Linked DNA regions of Mus musculus: all the other regions are linked to region 3. A link is a contact called in public promoter capture Hi-C data. All regions are on one chromosome and are shown on one strand. The core of a region is the stretch at or near the end of the contact, and the rest is flanking DNA. Distances in the headings are between cores, read along the strand shown. Region 1 overlaps Ephb2 (Eph receptor B2). Region 2 overlaps Wnt4 (wingless-type MMTV integration site family, member 4). Region 3 holds the start of Epha8 (Eph receptor A8).

Region 1 (2,779 bases), core at 41-2,540, 310 kb after region 3:
GTGACCCCCAACCATTTGTTGTGGTTTGATTTGGCTTTTTGAGACAGGGTTTCTCTGTGTAGCCCTGGCTGTTCTGGAACTCACTCTGTAGACCAGGCTGGCCTTGAACTCACAGAGATCCACCTCCCTCTGCCTTCTAGGTGCTGGGGTTAAAGGGGTGCGCCACTACCACCTAGCTCATAAAAATGTTTTCATTGCTACTTTATAACTGTAACTTGGCTATTGTTATGAATCATGATGTAAATATCTGTGTTTTCCAGTGGACTTAGACAACCCCTGAGAATGGAGTCATTCAACTCCCAAAGTGGTCACGACCCACAGGTTGAGAACCAGTGTTCTAGAAAAAAAAAAGAGTCAGTTTCAGCCATCAAATCAAAAGAGGAGCTTCCAGCAAGCCCCTGGAAGAGCCCTCGGGACTCCAAGAGAGCCCAGACTCTGCCATTTACTTTCCAACACGGACAAACCCGACTCCACTTCCGCAGCCTGGGAGAGAGGAGCTTGGCTTTGTGTTCCCTGATTCATCTCTTTTTATTTTGAAAGAGTCTCATATATCCCAGTCTGACCCCAAACTCACTGTGCAGTCAGGGATGACCACTATTGAACGTCCGATCCTCCTCGCTCTACCTCCCAAGGGCTGGGATTACAGGCGCACACCACCACGTCTGGTTTTGCAGTGCTAGGGTCGGGAAGCCGGGGTCTTTGTGCTTGGGAAGCAAGCGCTCTACCAACTGAGCTACACCCTCAGCCCATCTGCTTCTGGTTGTAGCTATGATGTCCACACATGGGCATACACCACCAGCCAGCCAGCCTTGCCTCAGATTCCCAGCCAGTGACTGTTACCACAAAACTGGCTGGAGAGCGAGCTTGGCCCCAGTCAGCTTTTCCCACAGAGAAACCAGTGTTGGGGTGTTGGCCTCAAGAAAGGACTTGGGCCAAAGTGGGTTCAGAGAGTCCCCGACCCCCACCCAGCAAGCTGGCCTCAGGCGATTGAAGCCTCAAGGACTAATATCTGAACAGATTACCCTATGCCAAGTGCCAAAATCTCCCTGCCCCCTCTTCGCTAGTGAGGAACATGGCTCTCAAGGGGGGTGGGGGGAACCCAGCCAATCCTAACACCTACAGCCTGCTGACTGAACGTGTGTTTGCAAGTGCTTGTAATCACCCATAGGATAAGCACCTTACCCACTACTGCATGTCGAATTGAGGATTCCAGGGCTCCACCATGCCTCCCTGAGTCAGAATTCCCCATCTGAACAGTGGGAGATTCCTGCCCGCCCCGGAGGGCCCCCTGCTCCGCCTCCTCCCGCCTCCCACCCACAACCCTGTAACAATCTGCACCGAGTGTACTGAGCAGCGCTTAGGGTGGAGCCTCATATCAGATAAGATGCCCAAAGCCCAGACACAAACTAAGACCCTGACAGTGGAGAAGGCAGGACGAACCCTCAGGAATGTGCCCAGACTGGGTTAGGGTTTCAGAAAAATCAAAAAGACCCCCGAAGCCCCAGAGTCCAGCTGAGTTAAGTTCACAGCAGGACGACTGCTTCGGGAAAGCTGATCCGGGAAGAATCAGGAACCTAATACTTCACAGGGGCCCTGCGTCCCAGCCGGGACCACCCTGTGGAGACCCCAACGCCCCAACACCACAGCGCAGACATGCTCGCTCAATACCTGGCCTGGTGGGCCAAACTAGGGCTGGGTGGACCTTCTAGGTAAACCTGACCCTCAAGTCTCCTGAGCCTACCCACTACCCAAACTGAGGTGACAGCAGATGAGCAAAGGCACCTGGGGCTCCCTGTTCCTCGAGGGCCTGGCTCCCCCTGCTGGAAAAAGGGGGTATGGCATAGGGAAGGGAAGGCAAGCAACAAGGAAAGGCCAGAAACCATCTAAGAGCTAGCACATATACTCTGGGCCCTGCTGAGCCAAGAATTGTAGCATTCCAAGGGCTAAAAGACCCCAAGATTTTATGACTCACCAAACGCAATCTCCTAAGAGGCCAGTGGAAAGAATTTGTGTTTGTGAGAGTCCATCACTAGGCAAATCTGTGCTAATTCTTGACATCATAAGCCCCATGGTTCGACGCTACCCAAACTCAGGGGCCCTAGCAGGGAGAAAAAAAGAAAGAAAGAAAAGGGGGAAAAAAGCACAAAGAGAGAGGGGGAGAGAAAGAGAAGAGGGGGAGACAGTAATGCAAGCTGGGGAATCTGGTTACAGATGGATGATGGGGAATATAAAACCTCCCTTGGAGTGACCCTCACCAGGTCTGATTGGAGAAGGCTGGCCCATCTGCTTCTTCAAAACCCTCTTGCAGGCTGCAGTACCCACTTGCTTGGGGGGCTCTGACAGCCCACTGTGGGGCTCCGCCTGGACAGAGAGAACTGGAGCAAGATCACCCCATACCAGCGAGGAAGCAGTGGGGTGGAGAGGCACCACACTGCCTTTCCTATGATGGTCTCCATACAAGGTTTCTTTCCTGGGACACATGGATGCATTATCTCATGGCTGCCAACACGTCCTCCCTCCAAGGAGCACTCTCATCCCTTCCACTGCCTCCCAAAATGAGACCTGCCCCAAGGAGAGCTGTGAAGGGCCCAGAGCTCTGTGGTGGTCTCTCTCTGTCCTCCTTTCTATGGACAGAAACTCTGACGCCTCCACCACTGACCCCAGGTGGACTTCACAGGAACCCACACTCACGAGCAGTCTCTTCAGCCTCCAGGGAAGAACGACGGCTGCTTGGTTTTAATCCCAGCTGCTATTTCTTCAGTGCCAACCATGGACAGGG
Region 2 (2,700 bases), core at 152-2,651, 340 kb before region 3:
CGTCGTGGCTCCACCTCCGTGGCACCGTCAAACTTCTCCTTTAGCGCGTGGCCAACCTGGCGGAAGGGCGGTACAGCACGCCAGCACGTCTTTACCTCGCAGGAGCCCGACACCCCGTGACACTTGCACTCCACCCGCATGTGTGTCAAGATGGCCTGTCCGGGAAGAGGAGGGAGAGGGGTGGTCAGGGAGAGTGGAGGAGGGGGGAGGGTCCCCTGGGGCTCAACAGGTGGCCAGGAGGACAGATGCATAATCAAGGGGTTCACTGTCATGCCTGCTTTGTATAAACATCTACTGGATCCTACGCTGAGCTGGCAAGCAGTGTTGGGGACAAGGTGCTGTCCTGTACTTGGGGGCACTTGGAGTTGCTGGCAGACACAGTGAAGGGCAGTGTTGTAGGAAGCATTTGAGTGAGTGACAGGTGACCCAAGGAATACAGTGCTGTGCTGAATCTCCACAGGGACCCTGGGTGTAGATATCAGGAAGGCAGATGGGATCGCAAGTTAAGCACATGATATCTGGGTGGACTGGACTGGATCTGCTCCCCCTGGCCCCCCACTACCAACCCCTGGCCTACAGAGGTGCCCGATGAGAAGACGAACTTCCACGGGGACTCTGCCCGTGCAGCCCTGCCCCAGTGTCGATGGGGTTGGTACCACTCTACCTTCCTGCCAGCCTCGTTGTTGTGAAGATTCATGAGTGCCCGGCTGGAGGAGGCCCCCTTGCTCCTCTCCCGGACGTCCACAAAGGACTGTGAGAAGGCTACGCCATAGGCGATGTTGTCCGAGCATCCTGACCACTGGAAGCCTGGGGTGTGGAGGGCAGAAAGAGTTCTGGGGTGAGTTTGGGCCTGGGGCTAGGCCCCTGTCCTTCCCTTTGGACAGATATGCTTACCCTGTGGGCTGACCCCGTGCACTGTCCGGTCACAGCCACACTTCTCCAGTTCTCCACTGCTGCATGCCCTTGTCACTGCAAAGGCCACACCTGCTGAAGAGATGGCGTATACAAAGGCCGCCTCCCGGGTCCCTGTGGGAGGCAGAGGGAGGAAAGGGCTAGGTCCTGGGGCACCCACCACATCTGTATTTTCCTTGCAGAACAGGAGAGGCATATGAGGCCTGCTGAATGCTGGGCACCAAGGAGGGACAAGCCTGCCTGCCGAGCACACAGTAGGTCCTGGTTCTGATCACACCAGTAGCTGAACCTCCTCCCCACGTGAGGACCAGCGCGTCCTCCCAACATCCTGGTGAGGCAAGAGCTATGGTCACCCCCATTTTACAGAGCCTTGGCAGCTTGTCCCGCAGCACGTGGCTGAGCCAGCAGACAGCCTGGCTTCAGGGTCTGATCGCTCAGCTCCTGAAGAATGCCATTCCCACTGCCTCCTCCAGAAGGCAAGGGATCCTCATGTCATTTTGTGACAATCTGGGGAGTTGAGGGGGCTGCAGCGGCTGTGAAGGGGTGCAGTCACACTGCCACCCCAGCTCTGCTCCTTTGTTGAACAGTTCCCTGGGCTCTAAGTTCTCCCTTGTGACCCTGCTCTTCCTCAGGCTGGCCCTGCAGCTCACAATGTCTCCTGCTTCCTTGAGACTTGAAAACAAGCCATAGCATTGGCAGCTCCTAGCATCGAGCCCCTCCTGCTGACTGGGGGGAAGGAGGGTATTGCCCACAAGCCCGCCCCAGTCCCCGTGATCAGGTGATAGAGACAGGGGTCTGTAGCACAGGTCTGCCCGCCTCTCTGTAGTGTTTGCATCTTCTGCCCATCGCTGCTAAGCAATTCTATTTTGGTGACAGCCCTCCTCCCCTGCCTGAATGGATGTTTTTATCCTCCTAGGAACTGTGCCTTGGGGGTAGCTGTTGTGGAGTCTCTTTCTTGGGGGTGAGCTGGGGCAGTGTGTGAGCAGAGCATCCACTGGGCTGGGTGTGTTACCAGACAGTGGGCCTTGCTCTCTATCCAGGACCCTGTGAGGGCCTCTGTGTGCTGTGGCTGGCCTTCTGTCTTTAGATGCAGGGTCTGTGTCCACAAGAGTGGTGGGGGCAGGCTTTGGCCCCCTGGTTGGCAATTACCTCTGCAACACCCAGGCCTGTGCTCCCAGCTGCCCTAGGGAGCAGTCACCACGGTCAGATGAGAACGGTCACCTCCACTGTGCTGCTCTGTGGACAGAGGCAGCCTAGCCTGGGCGCTGGAGTTGGAGGCAGCTCAGCCCCCAACACGCAGGACACCCTGTTCTCGGTGCAGTTCTTTCTTAGGCAGGGAGTGCCACCCACGGTCCTTTCCACTGCCCACTTGCTGCTTGGCCATTTTGGGCCTGCACTGAGGGGCTTGGCTGGAGCAAGGGAGTCTGGGATGGAATCTTCTCCAAGCTAATTGAGGTTAATAGCAGGCTCATGTTGGTTGGTTTTATGCTGTGGCCGCCCAAAGAGACAACTTCAGTTTCTGGTATTTCTGGTATTTCCAGGCCTGAACCAGCACAAATCGTTGCCCCAAAGACCAAGGGGGAAGGGCAGTCCCAGGAGATGGGGCTGATGGGACTGGTGGGTGGCCTTAGCCCTCTGCCCTAGGAGGTCCCTTTTGCTTCTTTAACTGCCCAGGCAGTCTCTGCCCAACCCTGGCTCTTGTTCACCTCTGCCCCCTTGTGCCAGTGGTTCTTAAGGGGTCCCAGTCCTGCCATGGGGTTGCTCGGAAGAGCACTGTCTCATTTGAGT
Region 3 (2,803 bases), core at 259-2,758:
TCCCAGCTGTCCCCTGTCACCATCCAGCCAGTCACTCTGCTGGGCTTAGGGTGTCCCTCTTCACAGGACTGCACACCCTTGGGTTTTACAGTACCAACTTCTGGCCTTCAAAGTCAGGAAACTAATGCCAATACCCACCTGCTTTTGAAAAAGCACCAAACCCAGCTCATGTGGCCATTGGCACCGTGGCTGGAGCCAGTCAGTCACTCTGCCAGCTAGGACCACGAGGAGATTGCTGGTCTTACGTGGGTACTTGAGTTCCCCACTCTGGGTTCAGTCAGATTTGCCTCTTCTACCTTCTGCCACTCCCTTGACAATCTCTAGCTTAGTGACTGCTTGAATCTCTCTCTCTGGTGAAGAGGTGGCTCACTACATTTTTGAGGTAGTTTGTTCGATATGCTAGAAGGAGTTCTGAAATGGAACTGCCCCTCCCCTTCTGCGATCAAGATATACAGAGCAAAGAAATGAGCTTCAGAGACAAACCCTCTGGATTCCTCTCGAGCATCTAGCTGGGGGACCTAGCGTTAGTTTCCTTCCCTCCTCCTCCCTGCAGGCACATATGGGGCTTAAACTAGAGTGGGTGTGTTTATAATGCCCGGAAAGAAAGAGCTAACCCATAGGGCATGTATGTATGTGTTCCCCAAGTGGTCTTTGTTCACTCTGTGTGACCTAGGCAGAAGGTTGTGCCAATCAGGAACTGGTAGGTCCCATTCTCACTGGTAGTCATACTTTGAGTTGGTTTCCAGAGGTTGCTCAGAGGGTTGAACTGCGGTCGGTCCTCCCCAGGGGACATTGCATGATCAGACAGGACAGGATACCCCCAGCCTGCAATCCTCCCAGGATGGATGGGCGTTGCATAAGAAAGGAGCAGGAAACCTCAGCCACTGGCCAGCTTGGCTGTGTGCCCTTAAAGGATGCTGGGAGCTTACCTGGGCCCTTTCACGGAACTCTCACCGCAGCCCTGGGGCACAGGCCCAGTGATTCCTGATTTGCTCAGCCAGTGCTGGAAACTTGCCTGAAGCCACACAAGCCAGGGAGTCCAGCTCTCTGGAACACCCATCTGTATGGCCTCTCTGAACCTCGGTGACCACCCAGTCCTGGAGGTGGGGAGGCAGAGCGATTTGTCAACTCCAAGTACCACTGAGTTGTCTATGGGCCCATAAACTAGAAAGAATGCACGCGCGGTCCCCTGCGAGGTATTGCATGGGCAGGAGTGGGAGAACCGGCGGTGCGTCCCGTGTGCGTCCTCCGGGACATCCCCAGGCTGGCCGCGGTAGCGAGGTCGCGTGCTTGCGGTGCGGCCCACGAGTGGCACGGGGCCAACGCCCCCAGGCGCGAGCCGGCCCGGGCGGGCGTGTGCACGTGCTGCCGGCCGGTGGCCGCGGTGCGGGCTCCGCGTCCCGCCCGCCCCGGCGCTGATTGGCTGCGCGCGGGGGCGGCCCCGCCCGGGGCGGTGGCGGGCGCGGGTGCCCGCGTGCGGCTGAGCCGCGTGTGCGCCGGCCGGGGTGCGGGAGAGGCAGGAGCGCGCCACGCGCGGCCGCCGGGCCGAGCCCGAGGAGCGCGGCGCCGCCCGGCCATGGCCCCCGCCCGGGCCCGCCTGTCCCCCGCTCTCTGGGTCGTCACGGCCGCGGCGGCGGCCACCTGCGTGTCCGCGGGGCGCGGCGAAGGTGAGCGGCGCGGCGGGGCGGGGGCGGGGGCGGTGCTGCCCGGGGCGCAACTTCCCCGCCTCGACCTCAGCCAGCCTGGGCGCAGGATGGCATGGGCAGGGTCGGAGGGAGGATGCCCTGGGGACTGAGAATCGGAGGCTGGGGACAAGGGGACAGGACCGGACAGAAGACAGAAGAGGTATGGAGGAGAGAGGGTTCAGAAAGAAGGCAAGGGATGGGAACCGAGGACCAAACGGGCTGAAGGCACTGGACGGACAGGGAGACGCAAGAATCCAAAAATCGGGGACAAGGTACAGAGGACTGAAGGAAAGGGGGCTGAAGATGGCTTTGAGCACAAGGCCACGAACTGGCTGGGGCCAGACAGAGAACAGGGGGCTAGAAACACCGGGATGATGGGTGTCTTGAGAGTGGGGTGGGGGCATAGGCTGGCCAGGGAATAGGGACACATACACCCAGGCAGTGGCACCAGTGGCAGGAGGTGCAGAGAGCAATGGACTGGGAGAGACAGGCACAGTGGCTCAGAGAACGGGGTCTTGTCTGAATCAAAGCCAGGTGGTCCCTTCACCCGGGGCCCCAGCAAGGTGGGAGGGGCACCGAGTCCTCAGGACCAAAAGACTCTGGGAAATGACTTCTGATGAAGAAAGGAAGCCCAGAGCTGAGACTGGCTCCAGGGCTGCCCACCCACACCTTTTCTTAGGTCCCACTGGACATTGCAATGAACCAAGGGGTTTTGCCCCACACACCCTGGCTCCTGTAGAGACTCTCCTTAGCATGCTGTGCAAGACCACTGTTTAGAGCTAAAGCCGGTCTCACGAGACAGGCTGGATTTAGGATTTACCGTGTCCTCCAGTCCCAAGCAAGCTGAACTATTTGCTCAGAGAGCTCCATGCCCAGCATTCAGCTCAGGAGGCCCACTCAGCCCACAGGTTCATCCACATAGACCCAGGCTAGCAGAACCTCATGTGTGGACGGCACCCCCCTCCCCAAACCCCATCATGCACACAGCAGGGCAGCCATTGCACACACACACACACACACACACACACACGCGCGCACATGTGAGTATGTGTGACACCCACGTATGCATGTAGATACCGCAGCACAAACAGAAACAGACCCTCAGATTTGCATGCAGG

Evidence for each region. Promoter capture Hi-C pulls out the DNA fragments that hold promoters and counts their contacts.
Region 1: a contact with region 3 is called in a promoter capture Hi-C map of hippocampal neurons, with 3 times the contacts expected there. The contact joins the enhancer-like site here to the promoter of Epha8 in region 3. A contact is called at or near these places in 6 of 39 promoter capture datasets (embryonic stem cells, hippocampal neurons, liver and 1 more), 1 of 15 datasets of contacts at CTCF or cohesin (embryonic stem cells), 8 of 484 Hi-C or Micro-C datasets (the G1E-ER4 cell line, cerebral cortex, embryonic stem cells and 2 more), 3 of 115 datasets of contacts at active chromatin or transcription factors (embryonic basal ganglia, embryonic midbrain and embryonic stem cells) and 3 of 9 other capture datasets (adipose tissue, embryonic stem cells and macrophages).
Region 2: a contact with region 3 is called in a promoter capture Hi-C map of hippocampal neurons, with 2.5 times the contacts expected there. The contact joins the enhancer-like site here to the promoter of Epha8 in region 3. A contact is called at or near these places in 8 of 39 promoter capture datasets (HPC-7-derived erythroid cells, cranial neural crest, embryonic stem cells and 3 more), 3 of 484 Hi-C or Micro-C datasets (the G1E-ER4 cell line, liver and nephron progenitors), 3 of 115 datasets of contacts at active chromatin or transcription factors (pancreatic cancer cells and stem cell-derived neural progenitor cells) and 2 of 9 other capture datasets (embryonic stem cells and liver).

The regions. Positions count from the first base shown.
Region 1 is chr4:136,648,117-136,650,895 of GRCm38.p6, reverse strand. Ephb2 (Eph receptor B2) reads left to right here. Exons shown (of 16, transcript NM_010142.4): 16 at 1-2,779. Among named protein-coding and RNA genes, the nearest start is that of Lactbl1, 27 kb to the right of the region's middle. Within about 2 kb of position 1,290, at least 55 of the 459 cell types and tissues checked have an H3K27ac peak or open chromatin away from gene starts, as enhancers often do. A contact at or near this core is called in the G1E-ER4 cell line, cerebral cortex and hippocampal neurons, where this site is marked.
Region 2 is chr4:137,293,767-137,296,466 of GRCm38.p6, reverse strand. Wnt4 (wingless-type MMTV integration site family, member 4) reads right to left here. Exons shown (of 5, transcript NM_009523.2): 3 at 895-1,026; 4 at 665-807; 5 at 1-155. Among named protein-coding and RNA genes, the nearest start is that of Wnt4, 17 kb to the right of the region's middle. Within about 2 kb of position 1,401, at least 17 of the 459 cell types and tissues checked have an H3K27ac peak or open chromatin away from gene starts, as enhancers often do. A contact at or near this core is called in hippocampal neurons, where this site is marked.
Region 3 is chr4:136,955,521-136,958,323 of GRCm38.p6, reverse strand. Epha8 (Eph receptor A8) reads left to right here and starts at 1,508. Exons shown (of 17, transcript NM_007939.2): 1 at 1,508-1,667. The coding sequence starts at 1,577.